Linked DNA regions of Sus scrofa: region 2 is linked to region 1. Evidence: chromatin contacts called from public Hi-C data. All regions are on one chromosome and are shown on one strand. The core of a region is the stretch at or near the end of the contact, and the rest is flanking DNA. Distances in the headings are between cores, read along the strand shown.

The links. Hi-C and Micro-C count contacts between places; a contact is called where the count stands out from the background.
Region 2: a contact with region 1 is called in a Hi-C map of liver, with 7 times the contacts expected there. The contact joins the enhancer-like site here to the promoter of AHCYL1 in region 1. A contact is called at or near these places in 2 of 5 promoter capture datasets (fetal liver and liver), 5 of 47 Hi-C or Micro-C datasets (embryonic fibroblasts, liver and skeletal muscle) and 2 of 2 datasets of contacts at active chromatin or transcription factors (alveolar macrophages and skeletal muscle).

Annotation. Positions count from the first base shown.
Region 1 is chr4:110,130,275-110,134,136 of Sscrofa11.1, reverse strand. AHCYL1 (adenosylhomocysteinase like 1) reads left to right here and starts at 1,311. Exons shown (of 17, transcript NM_001201381.1): 1 at 1,311-1,708. The coding sequence starts at 1,589.
Region 2 is chr4:110,244,988-110,248,646 of Sscrofa11.1, reverse strand. The region is part of intron 1 of LOC102165594 (a long non-coding RNA gene); the gene reads right to left. Among named protein-coding and RNA genes, the nearest start is that of CSF1, 49 kb to the right of the region's middle. Within about 2 kb of position 2,031, at least 26 of the 83 cell types and tissues checked have an H3K27ac peak or open chromatin away from gene starts, as enhancers often do. A contact at or near this core is called in alveolar macrophages and liver, where this site is marked.

The DNA of each region.
Region 1 (3,862 bases), core at 62-2,561:
CTTGCCGTCATCCTCTACATGGATTACAGCTGCTGACCCGAAGCACCCTCTGAGCGGAGCTCAGGGTGGAGATCAGGAGTGAGGCACTCTGGGAAAACTGGAAGAACAGGTCTTCAGATACATTATTTTTAGGAGAAGATTTTATGTGCCTAATTCTTGCACCTCCTCGTATCTGGAAAAACTCTAAAATCCTTCAGGGTGGTGTCTGCTCCTTGGGACTAGTAGTGACCTTCAAGAGGCCAGCAAGAAACTTGTGTAAATGTGTGTGCATGGCCGTATGCACCTCCCCCTTCACCTTAATTGCATATATCCTGCTATTCTCCCTTTCCCCTTCTGAAATACCACCCACCCCACGCCCCACCAGGCTGTACTTCAGTGGACAGAAGAAGAGATGTCACAGTGACCTGTGAAGAATGCAGCCACCTCTAGTAGTCACCTCCAAGGGTGAGCTGGTGAGCCCCCAAGGGCTATGAAAACTCAGGATACTGGGCCCCTAAAGCTGAGGTGCATATCAAGGGCATGATTTCAGTGAGCCCAGACTACTTTTGTTCCTGCAATCTGCTCTTTGTAGCAAAAACGCCTATATATCTCACCTAGCTCCCCCCTCACCTCCTTAGAGCGGTTTCTCAGGGCTACCTGAGATGCTGTCCCCGGGGCTTACGTCTGAATTTTGCCCCAAATAAAACTTAACTCTCAACTTTCAGGCTGAGCATTTTTTTTAAGTCGACAAGGTCTTGTAAACAAGCAAGGCCCAGGAGAGACCGGGGCAGGCGAGGTCACAAAGGGCGGTGAAGACACCACACTGCTCTGGGGACCCTTCTGGCCACCCTTAAAGTCTCAAAGTAGCAGCCCCTTGAAAAGGGGCTTGTGGTTCAAAGGGCCTGGGTGGGAGCAGTGAGTGAGTGGGCTACAGCTCGGGCCCCAGAAGTTTCCTAGGACTGGCTCTAGGCTGTGTACTGCAAGGCTCTGGTCCTTGCTCCCAAGCATCCCTCACCCTTCTGAGGCCTTGCCTGGGATCCCGCGCCCTCCAAAGACCCCGCCTCACACACCCCGCCGCCTGTTCCTCGGCATCCTTGCAGGAACCACGCGCCACTCACAGGGCGGATGGCGCCACCTGGCGACGCGAAGGGTCCAGCTCCCCGCAGAAGCTTCATCACCCGCGAGCTAGGAGGAAAGGGCTGGCTTCTGGCGGCCCAGTCCAAAGTGGTGACGTCATGACAGAGCGCCGTTTCTCCACGCCTCTCCCCCGCCCGCCTGGAGCTGCCAGTACCCGACGTGGCGTCACCGCCCTCTACCCTTACTTTGCGTGCGTATTTGCGTGCGGCGGAGGTGGCGGCGCGGGCTGGTCGGAGCTCCGGGTTGCTGATTCTGGCGCTCCTGTGGCCGCCGTAGCAGTCCCGCTGCCTTGGACCGCCGAGCCGACGAGGCGCCGGCTCCAGCACCTCGGCACCGGCCGCAGCTCGGCGCGGGGCCCGGCGGGAGGGTGGGCGAGCGCGTGTCCGAGGGCGCCGCGCGGGCGGGCGGGCGGGCGCCCGTGAGGGAAAGAGGCGGGGGTGGTGGGGCAGCCGCGGGCCGGGCCGGCCGGGGGATGTCGATGCCTGACGCGATGCCGCTGCCCGGTGTCGGGGAGGAGCTGAAGCAGGCCAAGGAGATCGAGGACGCCGAGAAGTACTCCTTCATGGCCACCGTCACCAAGGCGCCCAAGAAGGTGCGGGGGCTCTGGGTGGCGGCGGGGGTACGGGCGGGGGCCTCGCGGAAGGGGCGCGAGCGAGCCCCGAGTCCGGGCTCCAGCAAGTTCGGGACTTCAGGGGCGAGGTTTGAGGGACCCGGGACGGCGGAGGTCGTGTAAGGGGTGGCGGGTGAGCGGCCCCAGGCCTATCCCCAGCTGGAAAGGCCGCCCCTGACCTCACTTTCCTTTGTCCCTCGGCCCTAATCCTTCGGGATCTTTTCGAAACCCGGCAGGGCCGGGCCTTAAATTTGCGGCTGACTTTTCTTGGCTGAAGGGCCTCGGAGACGGGACTGGGAGGGGGTGAACCAATTCAGTTGACCCCGGTGACCAGCCCCAGGGGATGAGAGTGTACGGGAAATCTCCCGTCAAGTGAGTGGGTAAATCTGATAGTGTTTCTTTGGGCACATCTTTGGGAGCTGTGGTCGGTTTATCCAACAACTACGTGTGATCTTGGAGGCAAGATGAAAAAATGCGTGGAGCTAGCTCTTGTATGCAGGTGAAAACTGTGAGGGCAAATTGAAATTGAAAAGAAAACTTTGATTTTCATCTTCTGTGGTCATCGAGTTGCTTCGACGTATGTAAGAAATTAACATTTGGAGGTTGGTGATAGACACTGTCATGGATACAGGTTGATCGTAGAGTCATGCCCATAGATCACTGAGACATCCCTAAAGAAAGGAGCCTGGGTGGGTTGGAGGGGTGGGAGGTAAGGAACGATTGCTCATTCTTAACTGCACTTAGGAGGCAGAACAAGTTTAGTCTCTTGTGCTGTGGGTTGAGCTCTAAGGACGTCTTTCGCATTCTCTTTTCGTGGAAGATTAAATGGCAACCTTTGGAGGTTTGAATCTAACCAACTCTCTGAGCGGCTGAATTAGGATCCCTAGTACTTTCTGAGCATTGCTGCCGAATAGTCCTTGACCTTCTGCATACCTGGCACGCAGTTAACCCTAGACCAGAGAACCTTTGCAGAGAGGTGACCTTTCTGAAACCAGCAAAAACCTGAATAGACATTTCCCTCCTGTATAAAGACAGAGTTTCAAGGCTATCTCTGCCTACAGTGTCTGATGGGAAGCACTGTTTGTATAAGCTGCACAAAGCAGGGTTCACAGGAATAGTTACAGTCCTTCAGGATGAACGAGTTAAGCTGTCATAAGTGGGAGAGATGATTTTTTTTTAAAAGAAATTAATCTACTATTCCAGAAATCAAATGCAAGATTGAAAAGACAGGGTACCATTGTGTGGTTTAGCTCTGTCTTCCCATAAAATTTAGATTTTACCAATAGAATGCCTTCAAAAGTGTTGTGCAAGGTCCCTTGATTCTAGTCTGATTAACCCGATTTGTAGTGCTTTCAGTTCAGCTGACTGCTTTGTTGGGGCAGTACCTCTTGGTAATCTGCACTATTTGGAGACAAAGTCACAGTCTTTAAAAGCAGAATGCTTAAGGATAATACCTGTGATGAGTTAGGGTAGAGAATGGGAAAGCTTTTGTACCCTGATTCCCTAAACTCTGTCTCTCTCCTTTAGTCCATTGTCTTTTGTTTAGTTGCTCCAGGGATTAAATGTCTTTATTCTCACTTGTCTTTATTTTGGTAAGGCTCTATTCTTTCAAATGCCACTATTAATAATACAAAGTTTGTATTGTAGGAGTTCCCGTCATGGCACAGTGGTTAACGAATCCAACTAGGAACCATGAGGTTGCGGGTTTGATCCCTGGCCTTGCTCAGTAGGTTAAGGATCCGGTGTTGCCGTGAGCTGTGGTGTAGGTTGCAGACATGGCTCGGATCCCACGTTGCTGTGGCTCTGGTGTAGGCCGGCGGCTACAGCTCCGATTAGACCCCTAGCCTCAGAACCTCCATATGCCTTGGGAATGGCCCTAGAAAAGGCAAAAAGACCAAAAAAAAAAAAAAAAAAAAATTGTGTTGTAGATTACAAACTCTGTAAAGGCAGGGATTCATGTTCATGATTGTATTCATAGTGCCTAGCTAGCTCTGTACCCAGCATATTGTAGGTACTCAAATAGTAATTGCCCACCTGGCTAACTAGTAACTGAGATATCTGTATGGCTGCCTGTCAAGAATAAATGTTCCTTTTCTTCCCAGTTGGAATACTGCTCCTGTGTATTATTGTCAGGCC
Region 2 (3,659 bases), core at 782-3,281, 110 kb before region 1:
GAGACGAGCCAACTCAGATAGCCAGGGAGCGACAGAGAAGCATCTAGAACTCAGCTCCTTTGATGACCATGAGCACTGGCCAGCAATCTCAGATCGTCCCACCAAATTTACAGCCACAATGGTGCCAAGCATTCAGATCCCTGCCCAGGCCATGGTATTTTCCAAGGAAGGACCCGGCCGTGCTCTCAGTGTCATGCTCAGCAGTCAGGAAAGCTTCACTCTTGGAACACACAGGAGAGGGGTGATAGTCAAGTCACCTCTTCACAGACCCCTGCCCTCCTGGTGACAGCTCTTGGTGGCCTTTCCCACTAGTGGTCCTCAGGTGGGATTAGGTCAGCTCATCCGAGAGGTTCTCATGATCTTGGGTCTGTCAAGGGGAGGGGTTGGGGCGGTGATGCCCTTCCTCCTTGTTGGTGCACAATCCGTATTTATGACATTGAATTTCACTGAACCGGATTGCAATCCCAAGAATCTCTCGTGACTCACACAAAAGCTGAACCTACTTGTGGAAGTTCAAATAACTTTTCCATATTCCTTACAGATGACTTTGAATCATCTTAGAAATTGCTCACTTGGGTGAGTTTTAAATGGAAACCTAAATTCCTTAGCTGAAGCCTGCGCTTCCCCCAGTGACCGCTTCATTGCTTTGTTACCTCATCCTCCCACCTGCCGCTAAACAGTAAGCATCTTGAGAGCCGGAAAGGTGATGTTTTTCATGCTCATGCCCCGTGTCCAGTATGTAGTGGAAGTTAGACAAGTGTTGAAGGTCTAAATGGTGGGTGGAGGGTCAGATGATGAAGGGATGGATGCCAGGACAGACCCCAAGATCTGCGGCCAGATAGGAGGATGCGGCCACAGCAGGACAGCCGCACTGTCATGAGACTCTTAGGACTTTCTTATGAGGATGTTGATGAACTCAGTGTTGGCTGAGCTCACTTGGCTGAAAATCTCAACTACTGATTGGTTTTGAAGCATAGAAATGTCAGACCTTACTTAAGCATTAGCTCATTGCTCTTCCTTGCTGCCGTTTAGTTGGCTTCGTTTTCAGCATTTCAAATAGATACGATTAACATTACGGATCCTGGCCAAACCTCCAGCTATAGGAACTGCCCAGACTGGCATCCATGCTAGGACCTGGCACCATTTCAGCCCCCAGCGCACATCAATAAACCCTGAGAGGGGTCCCTGGGCTTTTTCTCCCAACTCAGAACTCCCTGACCCAAGAACATGAATTCTGCCCCTCCAGGGACCCTCCCTTTGCTGAGAGGTCAGAGAGCTTGGAAGAGTGGACCGACTAGACAGACTGGACAGATGGCCGCAGGTAGAGCTGTGGGCAAAGCCCCAAGTTCTCTATCAATAGTGGACTTTGGCAGCAAAGCTGGTGGAGGAGGCGTTCTCTTCTCCGCCCGGCCTGCCAATCAAGCCTCTGTCTGCTCTGCTCCCTCCCCTGAGCTGACAGCCCCAGTCGTGTGAGTCATGTGGGGCCCTGGCCAGCTGCCCCACAGCTCTTCCTGCTCTGCGGCCCCACCCATGACCTGCCTCTACCTGGCTTCTTGTGATTCAAGCCTATCTGTCTGCCCTGATCCAGCTCAGGGCTGCGGGGGCCGGGAGATGGTTAGTTCTAACTCACAGAATGTGCTGCACAGAGCCAAGCTGCAATCTTCCTAGTGGTGATGCCACCTCTAGGTTCTATTTCTAGTCCTGAGGCAGTGCTGACTAAACCTATGCCATCTTCTGCACGAAGGTCCTCCAGTGTTTGAAGGCAACTTTAACGACAGCTAACACGGCCCCTTAACAGGCCCCCCTCTAGGCTGACAGTTGCCATTTCTGGCAAGGGTTCCCCGGGGTTCCTGCCTTTCAGACCCTCGCCATTCTAGATATGTTTTGGTTTGTCAAATTTACCCTCAAATATCTTTCAGAAAACTGATGAACTGACCCAGATTGAAGGAGACCAAGGAGCCAGGACAGCTAACTGCTGTGTGGGAACCTGGCTCCGGTTCCGGAAGAGAAAAGGGAGGTTAGTGAAACAATCACTGAACTTCAATAGCATCTGCAAATGAGTTAATAAGATCAAGGACCTTTTTCTGGTTTTGATCATTGTACCATGCCTGCGTCAGATGTTAACATTTGGGAAAGCTGGTGAAAGGTAAACAAGAATTCTTTTGGCAAAAAGTTTTTGTTTCTTTAGTTTTTGTTTGCCTGTTTTTTGCTTTTTAGGGCTGCGTCTGCAGCATCTGGAAGTTCCCGGGTTGGGGGTCAAATTGGAGCTGCAGCTGCCAGCCTACACCACAGCCACAGCAACGCCAGATCCAAGTCTCATCTGCAACCTACACCACAGCTCACGGCAAAGCCAGATACTTAACCCACTGAGAAAGGCGAGGGTTTGAACCTGCGTCCTCATGGATACTAGTCAGGTTCATTGCTGCCGAGCCACAAGGGGAACTCTGCAAGTTTTTTTGATAAGTTTAATATTATATCTGAATGAAAAGTTAAAAGACAGTCTTTCCAATGTGTGATTTGCATGATATCAATCCAGCTGAGCTGTATGCCTCGCAGTTGGCACGGGCTACAAGAGCATTTGCGGGAGAAGGCAGAAGCGAGGGATGCTCAGAGGTCCCGCAGGCCTGGAGCACTCTCACAGTTCTGCACTGTCGCTGCTTTTCCTTGATGGCGAGGGGCACTGGTCTGTCCACAGCCCCTGCCTGATCTGCTTCAGCTCCTCTGACTCCTCAGCGTGGAAGGGCAATACTGGGAAAGATCAGTTTGGAATCCTGAGGCTGCTCATTTCATATAATATATGCTAAATTAATATATTTCATTTAATATACGCTAAACATTTTCCTGGATACTGCCTTCCTCCCCCTCGTCAATCTACTCCATTATGCCTATGTATCAAAGCTACTTGTTAATCATCTGATCTTACCAGGAAACATTTCTGCAGCTGCAACCAACACCACAGCTGCAGCAATGCCAGATCCTTAACCCACTGTGCCACAGAGGGAACTCCCCAGGAAACATTTTGATGACATATGCTAAAATCATTTTAATCTATTGGTGAGGAACTTGATTAATGAGTTTGTTGTAATTAGTACATCTATATCAATGCCATCTAAAATTCTGTTACCTTTTTGAGGAATCAAGTCACATTGCTGCCTCCTTTTAAACTAGCATCATCTACAAATCTATAGAAATTACCCCACAAGTTGTTCTCAATCCAGGTCCCCTCTGGTTCATTCTTGCAATTAATGTTTTTGGAAGCTAAAGATTTAACGCGACATTCCCCCCCCCATAAAATGTCATCTTGGGGTTTGGGCTTCACCATTCCAGCTATCCGGATTGAGTATGAGATCTGTTACCTATCATATGACCCCCGCTAACTGTGTATTACTTACACATTTGATAAGAACACAAAGTCGCATCCACGTCACTGCAGAAGGACAGAGACCCGCTGTCTTCTGCAGGTCAGCATCAATCCATCCATCCAGATGCGTGTTAAGCTAGCTGCCAGCCCTCATACTTGTATTAGCATCTAACCTACATTTCTCTGGTTTAGCCATAAAAATATCATGAGGTGTTTTCAGTTCTGCATTTTCTTGATTATCAACCAGATAAGACAGCTGTTTAATAAGCTGTAACTTGTGTAACTTGCTTTACCAGAT